2 separate regions of the Mus musculus genome follow, and region 2 is linked to region 1. The links are chromatin contacts, called in public Hi-C maps. All regions are on one chromosome and are shown on one strand. The core of a region is the stretch at or near the end of the contact, and the rest is flanking DNA. Distances in the headings are between cores, read along the strand shown. Region 1 holds the start of Kcnk9 (potassium channel, subfamily K, member 9). Region 2 overlaps Trappc9 (trafficking protein particle complex 9).

Region 1 (6,546 bases), core at 2,993-5,492:
TTAGCCTGGAGCAGTGGCTTTTGAAATGGCTTTCTGGGACCTGATGCTGCTTCACCCACAGGTAGTTCCATCCTTGAGTGAGTTTGGGAGTCCCCCATAATAGTACTAGTATTAGTGTGTGTGTGTGTGTGTGTGTGTGTGTGTGTGTCTGTGTGTGTGTGTGAGAGAGAGAGAGAGAGAGAGAGAGAGAGAGAGAATCCTTGTTAGCAGACCAAAGCCTTTCAGAAGACCCATATTCTCCTCTGCTTAATTCAGTGTTGGTGAAATGGGGTACCCACAGAACACACTCACTCACATATGAATTGTTTGGGAAACGCTGGGTAAGCTTTCTGCCCCACATTGGGGTGCTTTTCTTGGAATCTGACAGGGCTGGAAGGTTGAAATGAAGGCAGACTACCCACTGCGCCGATTGCATGGCTTTGGAGCATGTCTAAGGCTGGAGGGAGCTCCTGTTTAGGGGGCTTCTATTGGCCACTTTTCCTGTTGTCATTCTAAAATACTCGGAGACAAAGCAACTTGAGAAAGGAAAGGCTTCTTTTGACCCCCCCTTTCAGGGTAGATAGCTCATCATTACAAGGACAGCATAATGGCAGGAGCTAGAGGTAGCTGGTCATATTACATCCACAGGCAGGAAGCAGAGAGTAAGCACTAGTGCCCAGCTCATTTTCTCCCTTTTAGTCAGTCCAGGACTCCAGCCCAAAGAAAGCTGCTGTTCACAGTTAAGGTGGGTCTTCCTACATCAATCAACCTACTGTAGCTGATCCCTCCGAGCTGTGCCCAAAGGCTAGCCCATTCTAGATTCTATCAAGTTGACAATCAGTATTAACCATCCAGGGCTCCCTGGTAGGAAGCTTCCACTTCCAGCTGGGGCTATGAGAGAACTCAGCTTCACCTGCAGAACGTGGGGATAGTTCTGTGCCCTCTGCCTGCATTCAGAGAGGGAGATATGAATGCGACAATGCATTTGGCACTCCCAACGATTCATGATGTCCAGGGAGCCTCTGACAGTGCTGGCTTCTTCTCAGCCAAAAGAAATTGCCCTGGGCTAGCAGTGGCACCAGCCTGGGATAATTGGCACAGAGTGCTGTACTTCCCTCTCTTGGTTCCCTCCCTCCCTCCCTCCCTCCCTCCCTCCCTCCCTCCCTCCTTCCTCCCTTCCTCTCTCTCTCTCCCTTCCTCCTTCAGTCCCTTCAGCAGCAACCCCTGTGGTTAGACACACAGTGGGGTGTGTGTGTATGAAGAAGTACTGGCTTGGGAGTTCTGTCCTCATGCATTGTGGGGCTAGGATATGCCCTCTCTGGTGAAAGGGCTGGAGGAAGGGTTGCAGACATGTGTGTACAGAACAGAACAAACAAGTAGGCGGCAGAGTTATAAAACCAGGATGTGTTTTATTAGCTAATAAGATGCATCTGCTTTTATTAAAGAGAGAGCCAAAGTGGAAGGGAGGTCTAGGGACTGACTCCCAAAGGGGCACAGAGAGGCTGTGAGCCCACTCACTGGCCACAGCTGTGCCCTGTATTGATGCCCTCAAAGCCTTTCTCTTCTTGTCTCTGCTCCTCCTTAAACCTCTTACTCATGCCCAAGTCTAGTCAAGATGCCCCAGGGTTACACCTACGAACCTGCAGCACTACGGGGGGGGGGGGGGAGAGCTGTCATTGACTCAAAGGTGGACAGGGGAGCCCATGCCAGACAAAAGACAAAGACAGGAAGAATTTCTGAGCTTAATTGGCAATTATCCAACAGACAAAAACACTGTACTGTTTTTTGGGGTTTTTTTTGAGCATTAAAAAAAAATCCGTGGGTTCAGCACGTAACCCTCGGAGGTGAAACTCCCAGAACTACCCCTGGTGTGTGTGTGTGTGTGTGTGTGTGTGTGTGTGTGTGTGTGTGTTTGTTGCCACCATCCTAGCAAGCACTCACTGAGCATCATCCTGGAGTGGGAACTGAGCATCTTTCCCAAGAGAATGGGGACTAGGGATGCAGGCCGAATAGTCAGGACCCAGGCTCCTCTCCAAGGAGTCAAAAGACATTCAAAAACTGGGTTGTGCGATGTGGACAAGAAACTGGAATCCTGGAGGAAACTCTGGAAAGAAGCCCGGGGACAATGGGTTCTAGATGGGAGTAATTCTGTGGTCTTGGACAGGAGGCCTTTCCTTCACCTATAAAACAAACTGAAGTGCCTTTCCGTCTTTCCAAAACGCTGTGTGGAACTGGAGCTTCTCTGAGCAAAGCCTGGACTCCAGTCATCAGAGCTCAGCCCATCCCCCACAGCTCCTGCACTTGTCTTTGGGGACAGCTTGGACCTCGCTGCAGTCTGGTTGGCTCAAACGTGGGCAGATCTGTGGGTCGGAGTCTAGCGCCCCCTGGTGGCGCCGAGACGCACAAGCCCTATCGGACCTCTTGCTGGCCCGACGGTCAGGCCATGACTCAGGGTGCCACCGCTGCCAGAGCAGCGGGAGGCCTGACTGGGGTTCCGTCGTAGGCTGAGCCACGACTCAATTAATTACCAGCTGCTGGGAATCTTTGTTGCTCGCTTGTGGTGACTCACTCCGCAGCCAGGCTCCCTTGCAAAGCACGGGGGCCTTGGCTTCCAAAATGAATTTTGGGGAGCGCACCTGATCAGGTGGAGCTCCCCATCCGGGTACCAGGAAGACCACACGGAGACTTGACTGTTCAGGAATAGCTCACAGCGCCCGATGCCCCTGCCCTGTGGTGCACTCATGATCCTTTAAATTTTACCTGGGAGCATACATGAAGCCCCTAGTCCATCGGGCTATGCGTCTGGGTAGACAGAGGCTGGGGCATGGTCTAGGAAGCTGAAGAACACAGGGTTTCTAAGTCTCCGAACTCTTTCAACAGCTGGGGACGATTCACAGGCTGCTCCTATCTCCATGGACAGCTTCTAGCTCCCGCCTTTTAGCTGTTGCTTGGTGGTCACCAGATCTCTTCATCAGCGTCCATGGCTAGGGACAGAGAAGATAGCCTGGTCGAGGAAACCAAAGCCCGGGGTCTCAAAAGCGTGATTCTGTCTGTCCCAGTCCGCAGCAGCACTGCTCTAGGGGAGCTTTGTGAGCAAGAAAACCTCTGGGCAACCTAAAGAGGATGGGTGGGTGGGGAACCCAGAAGACCTAAACAGGAATCCTGGCTTCTTCCTTAAACTCAAAGGCTAGTAGCTCCCTGGCCAGATCCTCCTGTTCTATTTCCAAGCCTTAACCTGGAGGGTGCCTCGCCGGGGGAGCGCGCGCGGGGGGGGGGGAAGTTCCTGCACTCTGCTCCTCAGCAGAGGAATCAAGAAATGAACAGTGAAGAAGCGCGCGCACTGGGGGAAGTGGGGATGGGGGGTGGGGGCGGGGAGGCTACTGCTGGAGAGGGGAAATGAGAATTCCTGTCCATCCTTTCTTGAGGTGTAACTCTTAAAAGTGGTGGTCTGCGAGATCTCTAGGGAAAAGTAGCGGGGAAGGGGGGTAGCAGGTGCAAGACCACCCGGGACACAGCCACTATCCGAACTAAGGTGGCTGTCAAAACCCCAACAATCTAGAAGGCAGTATCCAGTAGGGCGCTGCTGAGCCAGGTGGCTGCTGCAGCTGGACGTGTGTGTGTGTGTGTGTGTGTGTGTGTGTGTGTGTGTGTTACAAGGGGGAGCGTGTGGCCACTGCTGTTGCACTCTCCAGGGCTCATAGCCCCTTCCTTTTCTATTTCCAACTCTCCCGGTTTTTGTTGTTGTTGTTGTTTTCCCCCATAAAAGGTTAATCTGTCTCCACTGGTCAAATTCGTTTTTCATCCCCAGCTGCAGGGCCCTCAAACTCTCTCTTCACTTTGCCAAGGTTGGGTGCGCTCTTAGGGGAGCAGTACTTTTTCAGAAGGAAGCCACTTCATCCCCATCTCAAACCCTCTAGCAGCTGGCCTCCCATCCCCGAACCCTAGCAGCACCTAGTTCAACCCCTTTCCTTTTCTCTCTCTCTGGCCATCACTCCTGGGCTCCTTCATGTGCACCCTGCGCAGTACCAGGTCTGCTGCAGGAGCTGCCACTGCCGCCTCACCAGCTGGCTGGGGACCAGGCGGGAGGTGGCGCGACCCAGAGGCTGCAGGAGGGAGGGAGGGAGGGAGAAAAGAGAGGAGGGAGGGAAGCCGGTCCTCGGAGTAGCCTGCCCCCCTCCCTCCCGCCGGAGCGGGGCCGTCAAACGCAAACACGCGCGCACGCACACCCGCGAATACATACACTCGGGCTCCCTCCGGCGCGCACGCACAGCGCCTCAGGCAGACCAGAGCGGCGGCTGCCTCTCTGGACTCCTGGACGCCAGAGTCTTAGGATCCTCGGGCAGCTGATGCGCCTTTGCCTGTCCCCATCCCTACCCTTCAGTTCCTCCAGGGCTGCGGGACCCCTCCCGCCGCCGCCGCCACCTCGCCCGCCACCCGGCGAGGAGCTGGCTGGCCGGCCGCTGCCGCGCAGTTCCCTCTTCGTCCCCGAGGTAGCTCCGTCGCGGCTCCTGTCTTGGGCTTCGTCGTGTTCCTGAGCTTCAGAGGCTGAGCAGAACAAACTTCGCAGATCGGCTGTCGCGCGGCGGGCACCCCGCGTGCCCCGCGCGCCCAGGTGGGCACGGGGCTTTCGGATCTTGGGGCATCGGGTTTCCTCGCCCGTTGCCCCTGCTAGATAGACTTTATCCCTGCTTGCAGGGATTCTAGAGACTCCTTCACTTAGCAAACTTTCTATTTCCCCCAACCCAAAGGGGGTGAAGAAAGCTAGAGGGAGAAGCAGGTCCCCGCGGGGCAACCGCCACACTGGAGGCGATTAGCTGGGCCCCGCTAGCCGGGGAACGCATCAGGGATGGGGAACCCCTCCCCGGGTCTCCCTCTGTCCCGGCTACCGATCCTGCCCCAACCGAGCCCGCAGGCTCGAGGGGCGAGGTGCCCAGGACCAGACAGCCCGCGCGGAACGAGCTTGGGCCATCCATCCGCACAACCATCCGCACTGGGGCAAACCGCTTGACCCAGGCCTGGCATAGGGTGTCCCGGGTTCAGGATCGCTGGCCTCCGCGCCAAAGCAATGTCATCAACATGTCCACCATTTCGCGCGCCCCGGTGGTGATCACCACGCCCGCGGACCCCCCTGTGTACGCGGAATCCGTTGCACTGGGTGCTCCCGAAGAGCCCGCTGTGCCCGCGGAACCCGCTGCGCCGGCGGAACCCGCTGCGCCCACGGAACCCGCTGCGCCCGCGGAACCCGCTGCGCCCGCGGAACCCGCTGAGCCCGCGGAACCCGCTGAGCCCGCGGAACCCGCTGAGCCGGCGGAACCCGCTGCGCCCGCGGAACCCGCTGCGCCCGCGGAACCCGCTGCGCCCGCAGAGGAAGCCGAGCCTGCCGAGCCCGGGGCGTCCGCTGGTCCCGCAGAATCCGCAGAGTCCGGGGAGCCCGGTGAGGTCGTTGAGTCCCAGGAGCCCGCGGCACCCGGGGAGACCCCTCAGCCTTCAGGTGGTGGTGAAGTTCGTGAAAGTGATGATGCCCAAGAGGAGACCGAAATTTCCAACATCAGCTGTGGCATCTGCTGCTACCACCGCTTGCAACTTCGACTCCATCGTAGAGGAGGCTTGGTCAGCGCCGCGCTGCATTGGGATTCTCGTGGTCTGGTCCAACTTCCCTTTAGCATCTCCTTCTTCGCGGCCATGAAGCGGCAGAACGTGCGTACCCTGTCCTTGATCGCCTGTACCTTCACCTACCTGCTGGTCGGTGCCGCGGTGTTCGACGCCCTCGAGTCGGACCATGAGATGCGCGAGGAGGAGAAACTTAAAGCCGAAGAAGTCCGTCTCAGAGGCAAGTACAACATCAGCTCCGATGACTACCAGCAGCTGGAGCTGGTAATCCTGCAGTCTGAGCCCCACCGCGCTGGTGTCCAGTGGAAATTCGCCGGTTCCTTCTACTTCGCCATCACTGTCATCACAACTATCGGTAAGGAATGGGTGTGCCGCCACCGGGCTCGAGGGAGACACGGGAGGGGTCTAGGAGATGTAGCGCACACGAAGCAATGCTGAGGTGGGGGTGGGGGCTTCCCAGGTTTAAGACAGACCCTGTTTCAGTGTCTCATCCCTCAGGGGCATGACCTCACTCTTCCAGGGGACCCTATCTGGTGCCCCAGACTGCTCTGGTGTTTGGGCCAGGCTTGGGAACTCTCAGAGTCAGTGCTGTTGTCTTGAGGGTGGAGGCGCCACTTTTGCGAAGAGTGGAGCGCTAAGAATAATCCCACAGCCGAACACCCACCCACCTAACGCCCCAGTGTTGGCTGCGCTTCCCTGAGTGGGTTCCAAGCCTTAAACTTACTATCTCTTGGGGAATTTGGGACAAAGCTGGTGGGACATTAAGGTGACAGGAGGTTGTTTATAGAGCTGTATGTAGGAGGGGGTGGTACTGGTCCTTCCTCACCTGGGGACCTTTTGAGATTTCAGCACCCAATATCCTTCTTTTGGGTTGCTGAGAGTGTTAGGTCCTGAGAGAAGAGTTTTCTCTTCTATGGTTGGGGTGGGGGTGGCAGCAGGTGACCTGCAATGCGGTCC
Region 2 (6,546 bases), core at 2,943-5,442, 120 kb before region 1:
GCCATGCCTGGCATGATCATAATGCTGGTGCTCTTTATAGGGTGGCCGCTCTAACTGCTGCTACCCTCGGTCTCCTCCTTGGGCCCAGAGGTCTTGCAATCCCTCACAGAAGCACACAGCAGGGAGGGAGAGGATCCAGGACCCTTGTGAGTGTTTTGGAATGTTTCCCCTTTGCTGAGGAGTGCTTTGCACAGGCCCTGACAAGTATCGCCTAGGTCATCTCAGAGAATATTTAAGGACACAGAGGGGTTGGGCAGGTCTGTTATGGGCTAGGGTAGAGTGGGCCTGTCAGGGCGCAGCTCCTAGTTCCCACTCCATAAAGACATTGTTAGGGTGGCATCTGTTAGCTGAGGCCTGGAGCAGTGCCAGCCCTGCGGATTCTGACACCAAGAGAGGACCACAGCTCTGGAGATTCCAAAGCCGTGTGGAAAGAGGACAAAGTTCTGGTGTGTCGGGAGCGCTCAGCTGGCAGAGGTGTCTGTACCCAGGACTCCTTGTAAAATCTTCCCAGGGCCTGGCATCAGGTTGGGACATGAGTTTCCTCCTGTACCATGCTTGCATGTGAAGCTTGGTCAGATCCACTTGCCATCCTAGCTCCCATGATGCATTTGGCCAGATCTTGCAGCGAACCCACTCCTTCTGAGAACTAGAACTACACATAAACACCCTCTGTGCATTATAGGTACATGTAATTACAGGTGTGCACATGCACATGTAACCATCACATGTTGCAGACAGTGTAAAATCTTGAACTTGTCTCTTTATCTACAAATGAAAATTTAAAAGCTCCAAAGCCAAAACAAGAGTCCGTTGCATCCTCTGTAATGTGGCCTGCCTACTGTGATCTTCTAGCTCCCATCTATAGTGGACTTCTGCCTTTTCTCCTTCCATCGTCAGAATGACATGGGGTGCCCTGCACCCCTTCCCCATAATGTAGGCCTCACCCACCACAGCTTCCTGACCACTACTGGCTTAGGAAATGGCCACAGCACTTGCTTTCAGGCCTTAGATCTTTGCATCTGTGGGGAGTAGAGGGGTTGCAGCCCTGTTCCATTGATCCACTGTTTATTCATTCCTTGCTTGCTTACCTGTCCTGCAAGTATTTCCTGAAGCCTGCTCTGTGCCCTCTGCTGCTGACCCAGCAGGAGCCAGTCTGCCCTCTTCCTCCTGGTTTCTCTTCTCTGCATAGCAGATAAATGTGTAAGCTACTGAATTGTGCCCTGTCGTGACTGAGAGAGGGGTCACAGGTCCCACAGTCAGAGAGCTGCATTTTCTAGCTCTTTCTTAACAACAACAACAACAAAAAGGATTTAGACAGTGCTTCTGAGTGACAATTAGCCATCCTCCACTTGCAGTCTCATGGGGACCCTAACACAGGTATCCTCCTGGTTCCCAGGAGGCCAGGTGATTTAGAGATCTCTACTCCTGCCGCAGGGACCTCATAGTAGGTGCTAAATAAGGAAAAAGTAGAACACAGCTGGCCTGGGGGCCAGAGGCTTCCCACAAGTGTCTACTCCCGAGGAAGCCCAGACTCAGAGTCATTTGCTGAGACCAATTATGAAGCCAGAAGAACAATGTGTGGCCTGGTTGGCAGCTCACACAGCAGCTCGGAGGAGGGACTAGCTTCCTCTGCTCGGCCAGGAGAAACTCAGCTTGCAGCTTTCTCTCCCCGCATCCCAGCCATGGAGCGCTCTGCTGCACAAGTGATGAATTTACGCTTGCGTGATATTTATCACCACCTCATACCTACCACTGGAGTTCCTAGCCGACCCTAGGTTACTGGTGAATTTCATGGAAATGAGATTGACCATCCCACCCCAGAGGGCCAGGCACCTTTGTCTGTGGGTCATGCTTCTTGGTGACGGGTAAATGTCCAGTTGATGGCCTGCAGTGTTGGGTGCCATTCTCATAATTACCATCAGTGCCTCTGCAGCTCCAGGTGAGGGCCATCAACTACACTCTATTCTCCATCCCATGAATGTAGGGTTCCTATGAGCAAGCAGCAAGTCTGTAAGTGCAGAACCAGAGCCAAAGAAGACAGAGGGCACTGATGGAGAATTCACTGCTTCCTTGCCATTCTGTAAGGAGTTTGCCATACAGTGAAAGATGGCAGACCTTGGCATGGTGGGGTCAGGGGTCCTACCTCAGGGGTAGTCTCTGTTTCCTAGTACCTTGCAAGGCAGACCCTCCAAGAACATCTGAGGAAAGCATAGCCTGCCTCTTAACCAAAAGCCACCATCCCATTCCTGGACACAGTCCAGCCAGCTTCCTCTAGGCAACCGTGCTGTTCGCAGCCTAATGACTCTCAATCTCCTTTGGGTGCCAGCTCAGTTAACAGAAGTCGTTCTGTGCAGCCACCACATACGCGCTAAAGATCATCAAGTGTAATGTTTCCAACAAAGTCCACGGGAAGTCCTTTCTCTTCCTGACTAATTTCCTCACCGAGCATTCCTGTTTGGTTGCATGGTACTCTGCAGCCTTCTCAAGCTGCGTCCGTGTACCCACATCGTCCCTCTGCCTAGGCTTTCTCTGAGGGATCAGTAACTAGCTGTGCACGGCTGGACCAGAGCCCTGCCTCCTAGGAAAGCAGCTACTCATGTGTCACTCTTACATGGTGTCTGGAGCAGGGGCAGGGGCATCTGTGGGCTCCCTGATCTCCTGAGTTCCTGCTGAAAGCAGACCCGTTTATGTGAGAAGAGGAGGAGTCAGGGAGATGCAGTTGTTTCAGTTTGAGTAAGGTCAAGTTCAGATGCCGCCGTGTGGGGTTCCCTGGCCATGGCATGCTTCTGCGCACACAGGGTTCCGGTCACATCTCTCATCAGAATTGATCCCATTCCCGTACAAGTTCCTCTACGATCCAAGAGACCAGGCTCTGGGGAGGCACCAGACAAGTGTCCAGAGTATCACCAGCTAGCTGGGGCTAAGTCCATGGGCGTTTTGCATTTTCTCTACCACGATTTTCCCTGGAAGTCCCTCATGGAGGCCTGTGGGCAGAGAGCTGTGAATTGTCTCCCAGCATGATCTCTTTCAAACTCAGTTTTGTGGGATGGCTCTGGGCATGGGATGAAGCCTTCATAAGAAAGATAGGTGGGAAGAGAGAGTCCATAGCTGTCCAGCCGGCTGGCTGGACTGATGTACAGCTGAGCAGATAGATGGACAGTTGGGTAAACAGAGTCAAAAGAGTCACCATGCCGTGACTAGTGAAAGTGTAGATGGTAGTGTGCCCTTGCAAACCAGTAAGTGATTGGGTCAGCCAGTTCACTGACATAGCAAAGAATCCTCCTAAAACCAGTGACTTACACAACCCAGGCTTGTCAGACGTGTTGTGCATCGCTCTTTCTTGTGGTGAAGGGTGACTCAGTTTATTCTAGGACAACGATGATACGGAACTGCAAAAAAGCCCTTGGGAGCTCCTGTCTCTCTGAGGGACACTGATTTGGGACTAGTTATGAAGAGTCAAAGTGCTGGGTCAGGAGGTGGGGTTGTAGTGGTGACTGGCTTAGTCACCTGAGTAGCCAAGGTGGCCACTACAGAACTGGACAGTGACTGAGGTCATGTGTGGAAGAGGACAGAGTGCCTTCCTAGCATGTGTGAGGCCCTGGGTTCAACCCCCAGCACCATAGTTAACCATCATCATCATCGTTGTCGTCATCATCATCATCATCATCATCGTCATCGATAGTAATCACCACTGAGATGGACACTCAGCACCAGTTATGTCCAATTTTGGACATCACAACACAACACTGTCATCTTCAAAGTTCAAAAACAATTAAAAAGCCCCTCTTAAGTAAGTTTGTGATCTCTTTCAAGCCATTATCACGGCTGTGAGTGGTACACACATATACAGCCTGGGAGTCATCAGTCAAACGCCACTGCTGGCTTAAGCCTCAGGGGTCTGCTTCACTCTCAATCCTCTGGCTTCATTTGCTATGCGTAGCTGATGAGAGTGCAGGTACCAGGTCATTTGAGTGACGGCTTGATTTCCAAAGAGGATGGGCAAAGGCCTCCCGTGTCATTGGGGTCTGGTGTGCCTAGCAGGAAAGAGCAGAAAGGTTCAAGGAGGACCAGGAAAATGAGAGCACCAGGCCATCTTCTGGACAAGGTCCCAGAACCTCCAGGATAGTGGACATTGGTGCCAAGCCAGAGCGAAGCAAGCTGGAACAGCAGATGGCTGAGGTATGTCTCAACAGGATGACCCAGAAAAGCCTCCTCACCCCCTGGCCTGTTTTTGCTCTTTGGAAGGAGCCTGCTGGTTCTGCCTCAGGGACTGTGAGATTTATCAAAGCATAGGCCACAGGGCATGTCGCTTAGCTCCAGAAATGACCATCCTCATGGTATCCCCCCTGATGATACTTATTGAATAGACACATGCTGGGATGTAACCCAGAACACACGCTTGACCCACCAGATAATTGTAAGCAAAACCCATCCATGGCAAAGAGTCATCCTGTACCCCCTGATGTCTCAGGAAGTCCTGTTGTTGTGTTAGGGAACACAATGCAGCCCTGAAGCAGAAGAGGGGAGCTGTAGCTCTAACATCTGCGGCACGGCTCAGAATGCAGCGACACGCTCCAGGGGAAAGCTGTGTGGTCCAGATTCCAAAAGGCCACCTAGCACCACCGTGTGACTTAGGCTGGGGGCCCAGCTGCCGTGACGCTGAAACAGGGGGCCTCGGGTTACCCACCGTGAACTGACCATTGCAGAAGCCTTCAGGACATTATCACTCAACTCCTGATATCTGCAGGACACTGTGTACCGAACGGATCTGCCTCTGGGCTTGCCCGCACAGCCTGTCTAGACAGTAAACCCGCAGTGGGGCTTTGGCTTTTGAAGTGACATCACCCAGCATCAGGAAAGCCGCCAGGGGAAGCTGCCAAGGCGAAACAGAGAGGAAACAATGCTCTCAGATTCGAGCATGAGGTACACAGCTCAGGAGCATTTTTAAGCACTGTGATCCATTCAAGTATACAGGCTTCTATTTCAGGGTCTGGGAAATAAACATATATATATATGCATATTTACATAGAGAGCAGTATCTATATATTTGTCCGCTATATATAGGAAGTGATCCAACTTGAGCTCTGTGCACACAGAGATTTTTTTGAATATATATTTATATATAATAACAGATCTATGCATATTCCTGAGAGCCTACCCTGGTTCACATTATAAAATGATGGACTGTATTCTGGATTGTTTATGGCCACTATTAGCCCCTTTACACATTCATTCATTCTCTTTCTCCCTCCCTCCCTCCCTCCCTCCCTCCCTCCCTCCCTCCCTCCCTCGCACTCTCTCTCGCTCTCAGGGGGGAGGGAAAAGCTCTCTCATGCATATATATGTTTTACTGGCCTTCTGTAAGAAGCATTGTGCACTTCAGTGTGAGGAGCAGTGAATGATGCTTTCTTTGCCAGGTGCTTGGAAACTTGTGAAGGAACTGAACAAAGTATCAGTCCCCTTGGATGAGCATGCATGGACCTGCAAGACCACCAGCTAGCTATAGCTGCTGGCTCTCTTGGGCTCTGCAGGCTCAGTGGTTGGGTTGTAAACCATCACCCACCACATTCCTTATCTCCTGCTCCCCTGCACTGTTTTGCTACTCGAAGTCTTATAAGACAGCGATTCAGAGTGAGTATCATCCAGGAGAGACAGTCGTACCCTTGGGTATGGTCTGGGTAAGGGGCCAGAAACCATTCACCAGTCTCAAGTCCAGGTTCCTGGGATCCCAGGGCCCTGCTCACTGGTGCAGGACACACATTGTCCCGGGAGAGGTCTAATGTAGTCCTGTCATCTCCAACCACTCCTCTGGGAGGTAGGTGTTCCATCTTTCCTTTGAACCCAAGACAGGGTTGGCTCTTCCTTCCCATCTTCCTGTGTCCTGCCAATCCCTGGCTTTGCACTTTCCGTCCCCCTCAATTCTTTCTGCATGTCAGGGTCCCATGAGGCTAGAAGCCACACACCCAGATCTGGCTCACAGCTTCCTTGTGATAAACACCATTGAACAAGTGACTCCAAAAAAAGCATATTCTGATTGACCCGCACAGATAGCTTCCAGAGCTTGCTAATGTCTTGGGGTGATAAAGAGAACTATTGATCTGAGGTGACATTGATTGACCAGGCCACCCAGATGACTGGACTCCTTGCTGCTCCAGGATGCTCACTCTGTCTCTCACACTGTATCCAATAGACACAGCACTGTAGCAGCATCAAAGACTGATGGGAAATAGGAAGGTGCTTCCTGGGGTGCAGTTTATTGCTCACCTGTGAGACCATTTGCTGCTGTGGTCATTGGGCAGCTTCCGATATGGCTAGAATAGTGTTTGCTGACACCGACTAACAGGGGCTCAGCAAAAAACTTACATTTCTTTCAGAGCCTGCCCAAACAGGTGTTTATCTAGATAGTTTGCAAATATCTATCTTCATTTGTTTATTTCCCAAATAATACATCCACCGTACTTGTGTAGTTTTCTGTGTTCACGTCATCCCACCAGGCTCTATTTGGTGAGTTCTGCAGATTGTCATGGACTAGCTGGAGTCTGGGAC

What was found. Hi-C and Micro-C count contacts between places; a contact is called where the count stands out from the background.
Region 2: a contact with region 1 is called in a Hi-C map of cerebellar granule neurons, with 3 times the contacts expected there. The contact joins the enhancer-like site here to the promoter of Kcnk9 in region 1. A contact is called at or near these places in 4 of 39 promoter capture datasets (the HPC-7 cell line, cranial neural crest, hippocampal neurons and 1 more), 7 of 484 Hi-C or Micro-C datasets (the N1E-115 cell line, brain, cerebellar granule neurons and 2 more) and 1 of 9 other capture datasets (liver).

Annotation. Positions count from the first base shown.
Region 1 is chr15:72,545,395-72,551,940 of GRCm38.p6, reverse strand. Kcnk9 (potassium channel, subfamily K, member 9) reads left to right here and starts at 4,242. Exons shown (of 2, transcript NM_001033876.2): 1 at 4,242-5,944. The coding sequence starts at 5,662.
Region 2 is chr15:72,666,712-72,673,257 of GRCm38.p6, reverse strand. The region is part of intron 20 of Trappc9 (trafficking protein particle complex 9); the gene reads left to right. Among named protein-coding and RNA genes, the nearest start is that of Kcnk9, 120 kb to the right of the region's middle. Within about 2 kb of position 4,192, at least 5 of the 459 cell types and tissues checked have an H3K27ac peak or open chromatin away from gene starts, as enhancers often do. A contact at or near this core is called in cerebellar granule neurons and cerebellum, where this site is marked.